Regions from separate parts of the Anser cygnoides genome. Here region 1 is linked to region 2. A link is a contact called in public Hi-C data. All regions are on one chromosome and are shown on one strand. The core of a region is the stretch at or near the end of the contact, and the rest is flanking DNA. Distances in the headings are between cores, read along the strand shown. Region 1 overlaps CDCP1 (CUB domain containing protein 1). Region 2 holds the start of TMEM158 (transmembrane protein 158).

Region 1 (7,068 bases), core at 1,404-3,903, 63 kb before region 2:
GCTATATTAAATGAAAGAAAAACAAAAACTAAACAAGCAAATAAAAACCAAACTACCAACCACCGAGTCTCAGTCCCCCTCAGCTATAAAAGTCAAATCTCCACCGCATTAAAAACCCTCCTTTCTCCCCAGTCCCTAAAAGTACTCTGTTGTAACTTCCAAAAGGTTTTGATGGGACAGACATTTCAGAAAGCAGGCATCTCATAAAACCCAAGGCATGCAGAGCAGTGTGCATTATTGCTCCCCCAACGGAAAGAAACTAAACAAGCGTAAAGCAAGCCACAACAAACTTCCAGAACTCACCTATCTGTTTTTCAGCCAAGGTCACCCAGAATTGCAAGGTCAGTTGCATTTTGTCTACAGGTTTACAGTTGGAGACGTTTACCCAGAAGTTGTGGTGCATATTTCGGGGCTCAGGCAGGAGCTCATCCTCGCGGCGCACGGTTTCCTCTGCCCCAGGTGTCTGTTCCTTTATGTTGACGTAGGCACGCCCCGTCTCGCAGGCAATGCCCATGCGGTCCTTGGAGAACCCCAGGCGGGCAACTTGCTTGCTGGGCACAATGACATACCAGGATATGGAGACATAAGGAGGTAGACCATAAGGTGAGTTGGGACTCTGCAAGTAAATTTTAGCTTTTGGATCTGGGCTCACAGTGAAAGTACACTCATCTGTAGTAAAGCAAACGAATACAGGAATGAAAACTTATTTAGTTTCAAAACCTTTTTTTTAAAAAAGCTTTCTGTTTCAGCATGTAAAATTGTCTAGGCTCTCTTCTCTATAACAAAAAAGTATCACTTATACCCATGACCAGCAAATTTCTACTGTCAAATTACATCTCAGTACCAGCAATACAACTCAGCTATCATCTCTTCTATATCAGTATTCACAATTCTCACGGATATATCTGCAGAATTTCCCACAACTGTCTACCAACCATCTGGATCGCAAAGCTCTTCCCTTCTTTCAGCAATAAACTACCTCAGTGATTCAGATAAAGACTGGTCCAAGCAGTAGCTCCAGGTCTAGACTCTAAAGATCTGAACTATCATTTCTACGTATTAATGTGTTCTAATAAATGTCCTGAAATATCTAACAATGGGGAAAGATGTACAAAACAATAATTTACCTTTAATATGTGGCACAAAAGACATTTGCAGATCCTGATGATTAGAATCATTGAAAAAACCTTTACCAAATGTTTTTAAGGATATGGTGATATTGTTCCTCAGCTGTATCTTTTCAATGGCTCCACCAGGACAGAATATACCAACGTTCAAGTCCATCTCTGGGGTGGCACTAACAATGCTGTAACTGTAGCTCGTGTTACACCTCTGCTCTGGAAGGTGCTGCTGCAGTTTCAAGGACGGAGATGTAATTTCTACATTTATCACTTCGGGAGCTATGAGCTTCCAAATAAATTTATGCAGCAGAACTGGCAATTGGGTAATAGCCTTGGGCACCGAAAGGGCATGGATCTTCTTCTGACACCACCGGAGATCTACACAGCCTGCAATCACAAAAACAAACCACAATGGTTGTTCTCTTTTTCTTGCAGAGGAAATCCCTAGGAAAAGCAATTTTTCTAGTGTACTACAGTATACATATACAGAGTCCTGTCAGATTTGTGTTACAGATCCAGGTAAGTATTTACCTGAGAAGGTGTCCTCTATTATTAACCTTTACCAAAATATGCATGGTTTGTAGTTTAAGAGCTTTCCTTAAAATGACACAGGACATCAATGGAACTGACAAATACAAACGTATGCAAAATTCCTCACTCAATAAATTACTTTTGCTACACTATCTGCTTATTGAGACAGTTGCCAACTCACTAAAGTCCAGATCTATACCTTTAAACTCTTCTTCTAGTATTTGAAAGCATTTGTGAAAATTCTGCACCAAATGGATATGCAAACGGCACAAGACACATTCCTGATGGCCACCTTGGTCCCACATTTTCATGGGCAGATTTATGGCTCTCCTGTTCTGTTTCCATATTTTGCAGTTTTCAGTAAGAATATTCTTCTCTGCCTTTTGTCATTTCCCTTCTAGGAATAGTTATGCAGTTTCTATTTTTAAAAGGTAGGATGCTGCAGTGACCAATAAGGTCATCTCCAGATTCGTTGTACCATCCCCCAGCTGTTCAAAGCCAAATTTCCATCCACCCACTATTTAAAGCAAGAGAGACAAGGTTTGGCTGACCGCTGTGGAAAAGCAGGCGGAAGCATTTTCTAGGAAACAACATTGAGCCACTTGTGTCATACTTATGCCCTTTTCAGCTGTGATCCTCAGGTGGGACAAGTCCTTGCACAGAAAGGAGATCTTGTAGATGGCGCCAGAGACCAGCGTCAGAACACGGTCACAGGTGCGAGGATCCTTGCAGATCAGGCATATCGGTTCAGACATGAGCGGGACTCGACTGGGCCAGCCTTCAAAGTGTATCGTTACAGTCATATTCCGCTCCTTGCTGAGGTCAACCAAATGGGTGACATCTGCAACGAAAAACAAACATCTCAGAGCAATTACTGGCAAGAAGCGTGGTGTGAAGCAGAATTTCCTCCATCTCTTCTCACCCCATTAGACAAGCAGATGTTAAAGCTATTTCTACATTAGCTAAGAAAACATTATTTACTTTTTCCCACTAGTGTAATACAAACTCAAATAATATCATATTACTCTTCTAATTGAGAAGTTTGAGCCCTTCCACACACAAACCCCACTTCCCTACCACTTTTCAGCCGTAACACGATAACGTATGCTAATCCCTTTTGAACAGGTTAGGTTACAATGCAAATAGTTCACTATGGAGCTCAGCTGACTACGTTAGATTTGTTTTCCGTGATAGGTTCCTTGTATTCCTTTCAGAGTCAGTTTTACTGGTGACACAACAGCTGATCAGAAAAAAGTTTCCCAGTTCTCAAATTCTGAATTTAATGCAAGATTTCCACCTCCGATAACTTTTTTTTTTTTCCTGGAGGTGTGGGTGGAGCGGTATTTAATTTTTTTTAGAGCAAAGCTGAAGAAAATTGTCCAAAAACAGCGATTTGTACATCTGGTTGTCCACAGTCAAGTTAAAGATTAAGCTAATTTAAACAAGTGCCAATATGGTTCAAAAGGGAAAAAACTGTCAAGTATTCTACTTCATCAAAAGTGCTGATGGTCATTACGAAGGTCACTGGAGCTTTCAAAGACACTTCCCCAAAGCCTTTTTCTGTTTGGCAGTTAAAAACACACAGAGATGCCTCAAATTAACAAAGTCTGTCTCTGTGCTGGCAGGAAGGCTAAGGATCAAGCCTTGACAGACGGTTTGGTTTCCCTCAGTGGCATGACTGATCTACCCCACTGCCCTTCCATTTAACTGCCCAACAGTGATCTTCCAGAAATATTTTCTGACTAGCTGTAAAAAGCAAACCTACGAGCTAGCAGAGCTAACCATGAAAAGTAAAGAATGCCGTCCCCTTCCTCGATTCTAGTCACCAGCCCTCTTGCAATCCACCCCTGTTCCCCATACACCACCACACATGAGATCATGCAGGAAGCCCTGCAATACCATCCGAGCTCGCTGGATCCAAGGTACCCAAGTAGCTCAGAGTGCCCACGTTCACACAGCAAACATCATCCCTGACAGCCTCTCTTGATCAGCTTGGAAAGATCTCCTTAAGGAGGCATGTCCCCAGGCATTTAAGAAGCTTCTCAAACACCTGGGAGTATAGGACATTTATGGGGAACATTCTCCACAGATCTTAAAATCAGTTAATAGCAGGATGTTGATCCTTTACAGGACAGCAAATACTCTAGGGATGTATTTGGCTGTGCTCCCAAAAGCTCAGAAAGTAAACTCAGAAAGTGCCTTGATATTTTCATCACAAACCCCAGGAAGGCAACAGGACAGAACCCTGGAAACCACTTCCAAGCACATGAAGGACTAGAAGGTGATCAGGATTAGGTCAGCAAGCATTTATGAAGGGAAAAACATGCTTGAAAAATCTGACACCCCTCTAGAATGACAGGGCTGGCTTAAGGTGAGGCAAGAGCAGTGGGTGCTGTTCAAATCAATTTTAGCAAGGCTTTTGAGACCATCTTCTGTAACGCCCTCTCAGACACACTGATAAGTATACGCTAGTTAAGTGGGCAGCGAGGTGTACACAAACTGGCTCAACTGCTGACCTCAAAAGGCTTGTGATCAGCAGCTCAAAGTCCATCTGGAGGACAGTCATTAGCGGTCTACCCTAGGGGTTGACACTGAGGCCAAAGCTGCCTAATATTTTCCTTACTGACTGACGAGAGGACAGAGCGTACCCTCACAACAAGTTAGCACAAGCAGGAGGACTCAGGGCAGACCAGCTGGAAAGCAGCTTCACAGAAAGACCTGGGGGTCCTGGTGGACATCAAGTGGAATACAAGCCAGCAGTGTGTCGGTGTGGCAAAGACAGCCAACAGCCTCCTAGGCCGTGCTAGAAAGAAAACAGAGCAAGTGGAGAGAGGTGAGACCCCCTCTGCCAAATCACTGGTGAGACACCTGGAGTGCTGGGTCAGGTTCTGGGCTCCCCAGTACAGGAGAGACATGTATGTACTGGAGTAAGGCCAGCAAAGAGCCACGACGATGCTTAAGGGATTGAAGTATCTGTCATAGGAGAAGAGATGGAGAGAGCCGGGACTATGTAGCCTGAAGAAAAGGAGGCTCAGGAGGACATGCATGTACACATGCAAACAACGTGCAGCCAGACTCGGTTAGAGGGTAAGAGACAGTGAGAACAAACAGAAATACAAGAAGTTCCACTTAAACATAAGAAAAAAATGAACATGTGCATGTTCAGACACTGGAACAGACTTCTCAGACAGGTTGTAAGAGCCCTTGTTTAAGAAGATACTCAAAAGCCGACCAGACACAGTCCTGGACAACCTGTTCTAGTAGGCAGCAAGGAGCTGGACTAGATGATCTCCAGAGATCTCTGCCAACCTGAGCCGTTCTGTGAGCCTGTGATATCCGAGATGACAGACGCAAACCACCTCTACTCCAGTCTACCTGAAAAACCACAACCATTTCATATCGTCTTCCATGAGCCTCATGGAATGGACTCATGGAATATCCCGAGTTGGAAGGGACCCACAAGGATCATCGAGTCCAGCTCCCGGCTCCACAAAGAACCACCCAAAAATCAAACCATATTTCTGAAAGCATTGTCCAAACATTTCTTGAACTCAGGAAAGCAGAAATCATCAGATCTTTATGTTATTTCAGACTAACTAATGTCCTGAGCAGAGACCTCACAATGTTTGATTTTCAGTCACCATTGGATTCGCTGCATCCAACTTGTTTCTGTGCTGGATTTAAGCTGAGCCAAAAGAACACCACAGCCAGAAGACCTGTTTCTGTCTGTCCTTCCCCCATTCTCAGCTATGCCTTCCAACCCTTGCCTTGGGCTGGCACTGTCTGCTGTGCGTCTTCCTGATAAACTAGATGGAGGGCACATCCAGAGGAGCCAACCTAGCAGGACAAACACACATCGTGAATCTTCCCTTCAGTCAGGCTCATAAGTTCTAGTGCAAGAAGGGAGGCAGAAACATGAAAGCAGGGGGACGTGGGTGCATCTTTTTGACAGCCACCTTACTTATAATCTCACAATTTTTTTTGGACCTCAGACAGCGAACCTGAGCTATGGTACTCGGTAATCCATAAAACAATAAATACGCTGATGTTTGTTGAGGCTGATAAACCTCAGAGTGCTAATGCAGCTTCTCTGCTCTCCTCAGGAGCACTTCTCCCTGGAAGGGAAGCTACAGCACCAAGTGCTTCAGTGTCCCATCAAGTCCATTCAATTGGACTTTGACTTCCTGAGTTTCCAGTCTAATACTGGATCCTTCCTTTGTACACCTAGGCCTGATGTTCTTGTGAGCAACACCTATGTTCACGCAGCAGAGGTAGATCTCATCAGTGATACATTATTTCATCTGCTTTGAAACACACTGATCTGGCTTTCTGATCAATGCCTGGGGAGAATTTGGATCCTGATGCCTACCTGAATGCTCTTGCTAGATGGCAATCCAGTCACAGAGGTTCTGTTGGGCCTGTTGCTGGAGCACCTCTGTCCCAGTTCTAACAGCACATTCACCTTTCAGCCTTTGGAGGAGGGTTGTGCCTACAACGCCTACGACACTGAACGAGAGTAGAGAAGAGCAGGAGGCTTGGTAATATATAGTTTACCTTGCTGCAACTGAAAGCAGCAGCCAGGCAATCTAGTTTCACTGCCACCTGTTGTCATCCATGGCCATGATGATTCAGTCTAAAGCCATAAAACACCACCTAACAGTATTTTACACACACTTTCTGTGAGAAAATAGCAATGCTCATCTCCCTGATACGGATACGTGGCTGTAGTGTAGAAAGCAGAGAGAAAATAATGGCCAGCAGCAACATGTATGTGTCCAGACCCCACAGCTGGAGCTCAACCATTCCAAACAGCCCATGTTCTGCAGCACACGTGTGTGTGCGGACATCAGGACCATCACACTGTGACTGCCAACAAATTCAAAGAAGAGGGATGGAGGCTGTCTGACTCCAAAAGGGCAGCCACTGCCTCCAGGGGAAAAAGGGTTGTACTTGCAGTGTTTCAGCCAGAACTGGGAGTTACAGTGTAAAATAGCCCTGATCTAAATCCTTTGGACAAGCTGAATGAACTGAGATCCATATTAGTCAAACACTACGTTTTGCTGGGGCTGGCTGGGCCTGCAGTTTTATAACATAGTTATTTGTTCATTGGATAGGGACTGCCATATTCCTATTACTTAGTATGGCAGCTTTTGAGCTCTGCCAACAAGAGGTCAATTCACATTAGCATCACCCAGATGAAAGACTCCATTTTCCCATTCCCAGGTCTCTAAGCTTCCTAGAAAGTGAGTTTACATAATGCCAGTCTTACTAAACAGTAATCTGAGTCAACATGCACAAGGAGAAGACAAGTATCTCGTTTAGTTTCTAACCCATCAAATCTATATGTAATCACTCAGCTGATACACTTCAGCTGTCTACTGATTTAAGCTACAATTAAATCATTTTGGTAAAGATC
Region 2 (6,358 bases), core at 2,727-5,226:
AGAAACCCTGCTGCCGCCTCACCATAACCTGTAGGCTGGGAGACACCAGGCTAAACCCTATACAGGAGGCAGCCTCTGCACCCTCCACTGTGCTGTGAAGTCCTTCCTGTGGGGCAGAAACACTGACTGTCCTCTCTCTGTGAAGGGGATGTGCTCACCCCTTCTGTGACGATCTACAGAAACACCTTCTTTTAACTGGGAAGTGCTCTTTGCACTTTGCTTCTGAGATCAGCACTCCCTGAACATGGTGCAGTTTTTTTATACTGGACAAGATTTGCCTTTTGGGTTTTTCTTTCCTTTAGCAGCAAAATATCCCGAATACGGCATTGCCTATTTACACGGTTTGTATTCAAGCTGATGTTGGTAGAAGTTTGAAGACACACACCAAACCGTGTTGTACCAGTTTTAGGGTTCTTGGTAGGTGTCTAAGAACAGCAAATAAAAAGCCTTTAAAAACTGAAGCTGCCTGCTTCCGACTGCAACATCATTCCCTTGCTTATGGTGGTGCAATTAAAAGAAAAAAGCAACAACAAAAAAAATAAACAAAAAAGAACAACAACAGCATGCCACTGGTGAAACTAGGATAAGCAAGAATGAGATCACAACCCTCAGCACAGGCACAGACACCCTGGACCCCAGCGAATACTATGCACCGCACATTAGAGAAGCAGCAGCAAAACTTCAGCAGGAGTTGTTAACTCTCTGCCTAAATGCACCTCGTTAAGCAGAAATGCTCTCCTGGCGTGGCAACCCTTCTGAGGGTTATCTCATACGCAGAGCATCTTTCTTTTGGGAGGGTGTTAACATCGCCTTTATGTTTCTCTGTACCCTTGCCTTTCAGTATGAAAGGGCTTCCCCCTCACACGGGGCATTGTAGGCAAATAATCGCTCTCTAGCACGTTGTGTTTCTGTGCAAAACAATTCTCACAAGGCGGAAATAACAATCCGCTTCTCACGTCGCGGAAAGAAAAAGCAGGGCTCCGCAAACGAAGCACACAGGGGAACGTGCCCTTCAGATCAACAGGTCAAATGCGTACTTCTCGTGGTGACTGGACTCTCCTTCCCAAAAACAACCCAATGCAACATTTACTCAAGTGAACGCCCGTTACGATCAACAAGAGAAAAAGTGGATGTAGAGGTAGCCCAGTAACATGTAAGATTTTAAAATCTTGATTTAATTTATTTATGCTGTTTACCAATCTGTTTCTGTCTGTGTTTTCTTCCAGACAGTATACACATAGAGCATGCATTTTTTTATTTGGTTCTCAAATAAAAAAAGAATAAGAAAAAAGTCCTTGAGCTACAGAATCCTAAAAATTTAATCTTTCCAGACCTTTCATCCAGTCATTTCCACCAAAACATGGGGAACAAAACAACATTACAAATACATCAAATTAGCCTTCAAGTGAGTTTATGTGTTCCTAACAAATTAAATACATTGATGTTGACAAAGGAATGAGAATTCCTATTGCAAACCTTTCTCACTTAGCTTACATTTTGGTTTCAGAAACTTCAGCTGGACTAATAGTGTCTAAGGCAAAAGAAACAACTTCTTATAAGGCTAAAGAGTTGCAAGGATACACCGAGTGGTATTTCAGGCTATGCAACTGTCTGCTTGGACAGGAAAGAAGAAATCTTGCAAACCTTTCTTTCTTGCTCACTTGCACAGTGGCGGCTGTAATCTAGCTGTGGACCTGCAGTTCCGCCCCTCCCTCCACCCCACAGGCAACCTGTGAGCAGCCCTATGGACTTGTAGATGAAAAAGCGGTACAGTATTACCACGTCTTCAACAAATATGCTGGGGCTGAGCTGTTTTTGAGGAATGTTCTTGTGGAAGTCAGAAAATCGCCACTGTGCTCCTCTTAATACATCTCAAAGAGCAGGCCTGATCTTCCCAGGATCGGAGCCACTCGACCTCAAACCGACAAGAAAGCCATAGTCCTGGAGCTGTGCTAAGCAAACACCTTTTGAGGATGCAGATGTTCTGCATCCCACCTCACCTCATCCCAGATAGGCATACAGACTTAAATCTACTCCAAGAATAGAACAAACACCATTTGGGAAGGGCTTGTCATTCCCCTTTTCCACCAACAACCCCGGTAACATCCTCTCGCACGGAAAGACGAGCTTCGTGGCCAGCTTGGAGATGGGGAGGTCGGCTGAACCTTCCTGTCCAGCCTGGCAGAAACAGACCCACAAAAGGCTAAGGAGGCTCCAGAAAGAAAACCTCTGTATTAAAAGCCAAGTAACGTGGAGCTACAATAATTACACACTATCTCAACAGTGTAAATACAGTGTAAAAGGTTCGTTAAAGTTCAACTTCGGCAATTACAATATACAGACTGTTTCATTCTAGATCCCGCCAAAAAGAGAGACTTATTTTGGTAAATAAAGAAAAAAACTCGCTCGGACTGTATTCATATACAAAAAAGCTGCTGACTACAACGAATGCGGTTGAACGGGTGGGTATTTTATTTTCCACGTTTAAATATTTTTTTTTGGGGGGGGGGCTTTTTTTTTTCTTTCTTTTTTACTAAAAGGTTCGTTTAAAACGGGTATTAAAGGTAGAAAACGAGCACACAGGATCTGGTCGTCTCCGGCGGCGGGGCCGAGGGGCGCGGAGAGGCCGCTCCCCTCAGGCGGGGCCCGTTGGCGCCCAACGGTCGGCCGGTGCCCAACGGCCGTTCGCGCCCAGCGGCCGCTCGCGCCCCGCAGCACACCTTTAAGACGCTTTAAAACATAAAAAACACGGCAGGGGCAGCGCGACACGGCCCGGCCCGGCGGGGGGCGGCCGCCCGCGCCCCTCGGCAGCACACGACGAGGGAGGGAAGGGGACGCCGGGCGAGGCTACTTGGCGGCGGCGGCGGCGGTGGCGGCGGTGCTGGTGCTGCGGCGCTGCTCCATGCCGTTGGGCAGGAAGCCGGCGATGATGGGCACCGGCCAGATGAGGGCGGCCACGCTCCACACGATGATGACCAGAGTCATGAAACAAGCCACCAGGGTGGACTCGATGGGCTTACGGTTCATCCGCCAGCCCGGCTCCCCCTTCAGCTCCTCCAGGCTGAAATCCAGGCAGCAGAAATTCAGCGGCTCGCCCTGCAGCCAGTACTGGCCGGGCTCCGCCGCCGGCGGGTAGGAGAGCGACGACGACGACGAGGAGGAGGAGGAGGATGAGGAGGACGAAGAGGAGGCGGCAGGGGGCTGAGGCGCGGCGCCCCGCAGCCGCCCGACCCTCCTGCCCCGCACCCAGCTGCAGCCCACGCAGAGGCGCAAGTCCTGCTGGGCGCCGCCGGCCGCCAGCCCCAGGTGCTCGATGAGCAGCGGCGGCCCCACGCGGTGGAAGGCGGCGGAGAAGAAGGCCCGCCCGTGGCTGTTGGTGGAGAAGAGCAGGAGGTCGCACTGGATGCCCAGCGGGCGGCTCCAGCGCACCAGCAGCGAGCTCAGCATCTGCCGCTGCACGCTGATATTGCAGTGCGGGTCCTCGGCGGGCTGCGGCTGCCCCTGCGGCTGGGGCCGCTGCTGCTGCTGCTGCTGCTGCTGTTGCTGCTGCCCGGAGGAGGTGGGAGCAGAAGGGAAAGGCTCTTGGCTAGCGGCAGCCGGCGTGCCCGGGCTGGCGGTGCTGCCTTCCTCCTTGCTCGTTGCCCCGTCCAGGTCCATCTCGAGGCCGGCCAAGGAGCGGGAGGAGGAGTTGGCGGGGGGCAAGAAGAGCTCTTGCTCCTGCTCCTCCTGCCCGCCGGCAGCCGCCGAGGGGCTCCAGCCCTGGCAGGGTGGCAGGCAGGCGGCCAGCAGTGCCGGGAGGAGCAGCGGCAGCATGGCATTGACTTAGAGCCGGAGAGGAGGGCGAGGAGGAGGAGGAGCGGGAGGCTGCATGGCGCTGCCGGCTGCCATCTGGGAAGAGCAGCACACCGCTCTCGCCGACAGAGAGAGAGACGGAGAGGGAAGGAGGGTGGGGGCAGGCGAGGGGGTGGGAGCGGGGCTGGGGCTGCCGCGGCGGCGGGGCGAGCGAGCCGGGAGCCTCGGTGACGGCAGCGGCTCCCCCTCCCCGCCTCCTCCGCCCCCGGCCCGGCACAGCCCGGCCCGGCAGCTCCCGGAGCTGCTCCTGCTGCCCCCCGAGTGCGGCCCCCGCCCGAGCCCCCCGCTCCGCCGCCGCCCCCGCAGCACCGGGGGGTTGCGGTGGGCGCCCCGTCACCGCGGGGAGCGAGCGGAGGGCGGCCCCGGCCCGCTGCCCGCCGCCCTGCCGCCTCGCCCGGCCCCGAGGGAAAGAGGCTGTGGGGGGCCGCGAGTGGGAAGGGGTCGCAGCCAGGAATCGACTTTACACCCTTTCCGGCCTTATAGCGACGGGGGCTGGGGGAGAAACGCGGAGCGAGGGTTTTTTTCCTGTCAGACACAGCGCAGTGTCTGCACCCCTCCCGGGGCGCCCTGCAGGTCCGGGCTCACCCCCGCCGCCGGGCTGAGGCGCGCTCCCGGAGTCACATCCCCCCGTCTGGCACCCCCGTAGCAAAGGCTTAAACACGGGAGCTTGTTGCAAGCAGCGCGGAGCTACCAAGCGCGTTAGCTGTGAGACTCCTATGAATTTTTCAAGAGGCTGCTTTATAATCAGGAGAGTTTGTAATCAAGCTAGGTACCCCCGCTTATGTCGCGGCTGTGCTGGCTGTATTACTCTTGACACAGCCTGAGGCTGGCTGTGCTGCAGCTCGACGCTCGGAGCCTTGGGAAGAGACACAGCTGATATGACACAAATGAACGTTTCTTAGCCTTTACCTTGGGCAGAGGGTGGGCTAGAGTTACATTTTCCTGGCAAGTATCCAGGACTGTGAGTCTTCGCTTTTGCAGCCTTTGCTTAGACAGTCAGTAAATGGAGACATAAATACAAAAACTAGGCTTTCCCAAGTATATATGGGACAATTTATGTAAACTCCACAAGGCGCTCCTTCGAGGTTGGCATTGATCCCATGTCAGAGTCACAGTGAAGTGACACATGGACATGTTCTCACTTGAAAAATGATTTACTGTAATATTAGCCTCAACTATTTCAGCTGAGTGAGGGTAGTGAATGCGGGTAGGGAGTAAATTTTAGATTTGCTATAATTTCACATGAATGAATGTAGTGAATCAGTTTTCTCTCCAAAGCCTTGCCTAATATATCATGACAAAACCCAAAGTTGATTGCTTTCTATTCAAAAGAGACCTGAGCACCAAATGAATTTGTATTTGATCCCAAATTAGTCCAAAGGGTATTGTCTACCAGATGTTTATTGTTTGGCTAGGTTTTTAGTTTGGGTTATTACAGAGAAACATGCCTGATGAAGCGTTCAAAGCAAGCTGTCCGATTCCAGTGGGCTTTTGCTCAGATGTTACAATACCATTAATACAATTTCCAGTTCTATTTCAATGTCTTTTATTCAAGAGTTCTCTGATACTTTTGTCACCTGAATGTACCCGTACATGCATCTTTTGATGCCCTTTGTCATATACACAGTCCTGTGAATTTGTGTGGCTGTCAGCGCTTCTGTTGTAGTGTGTCTGCAGACCCAAAAACAGATAAAGAGAGGGCTAGCATGTAGCAAATAATGCCAAAACCATGCAGTCACTCCTGTGTACAAATTGCATTGCATTGGGATTTTGGTGCAAAGGACTGGAAATGAAGCAAAACTTCATAAATAGGATTAGCTCCTGAACACTTGCAGTGTGTGAGTGGCAAATGTTCTCCAGCAGTTTCAGCTCTTTTGGTCTGAACTCCCAGCACCCAGCTGAATGCAGTAAGGGCTAGTTGCAAAGAGGTTTGGGGACAGAGAGCTGAGCTGTTCCTTTTCCTGAAAAAAAAAAAAAAAAAAAAAATAACCTGCCACAGGAATGCTAAATCAACAGTTTAGCATCATTTAGACTACCTTAGCAAAGAACTGAAAGAGGGCAGTTTGTCTGAGGTTGGAGACGGTGCCTCATATCTATTCCTCTTCATAAAGGAGTAATTAAGCAAGTGGATACAACAAGAAGAAAGTATGTTAGTTAGATCGTTGGTTGATAGCCCCTGTCCAGCAGGACCTTTCACAAATATTTCATTATTAGATCTGTCAGATATAATTAATCTTGGCATGGTTTCAGTCATCCAAAGAGGCTGCAGCACACTTGAAAACTCCTTATAAATAGCACTAATAGATAGCTCTGTTCTGTGGTTTTCAGCCATAAATCTCAAAGAACAAAGTTCTTTTACGGCTGGGGATGCTGAAGCATAAAGAAATCAGGGGATGACCAAGTCAGAGACGGATCATGTTGTAGATTTTGCGGGTTTGATGCTCTGGTTATAACTAGAAGTGCGATTTGCACCATAGGTCACAGTAGCATTTGTCAGCATGGTAGA

Evidence for each region. A called contact is a pair of places that touch in the nucleus more often than the background predicts.
Region 1: a Hi-C map of liver shows a contact between it and region 2, with 14 times the contacts expected there. The contact joins the enhancer-like site here to the promoter of TMEM158 in region 2. A contact is called at or near these places in 2 of 7 Hi-C or Micro-C datasets (both in liver).

What each region holds. Positions count from the first base shown.
Region 1 is chr2:47,090,501-47,097,568 of Taihu_goose_T2T_genome, reverse strand. CDCP1 (CUB domain containing protein 1) reads right to left here. Exons shown (of 9, transcript XM_048075865.2): 5 at 2,266-2,493; 6 at 1,128-1,508; 7 at 304-669. Among named protein-coding and RNA genes, the nearest start is that of CDCP1, 20 kb to the right of the region's middle. Within about 2 kb of position 2,653, at least 2 of the 3 cell types and tissues checked have open chromatin away from gene starts, as enhancers often do. A contact at or near this core is called in liver, where this site is marked.
Region 2 is chr2:47,029,124-47,035,481 of Taihu_goose_T2T_genome, reverse strand. It overlaps TMEM158 (transmembrane protein 158), which reads right to left and starts at 3,976. Exons shown (of 1, transcript XM_048075842.2): 1 at 1,148-3,976. The coding sequence starts at 3,813. The coding sequence ends at 2,848.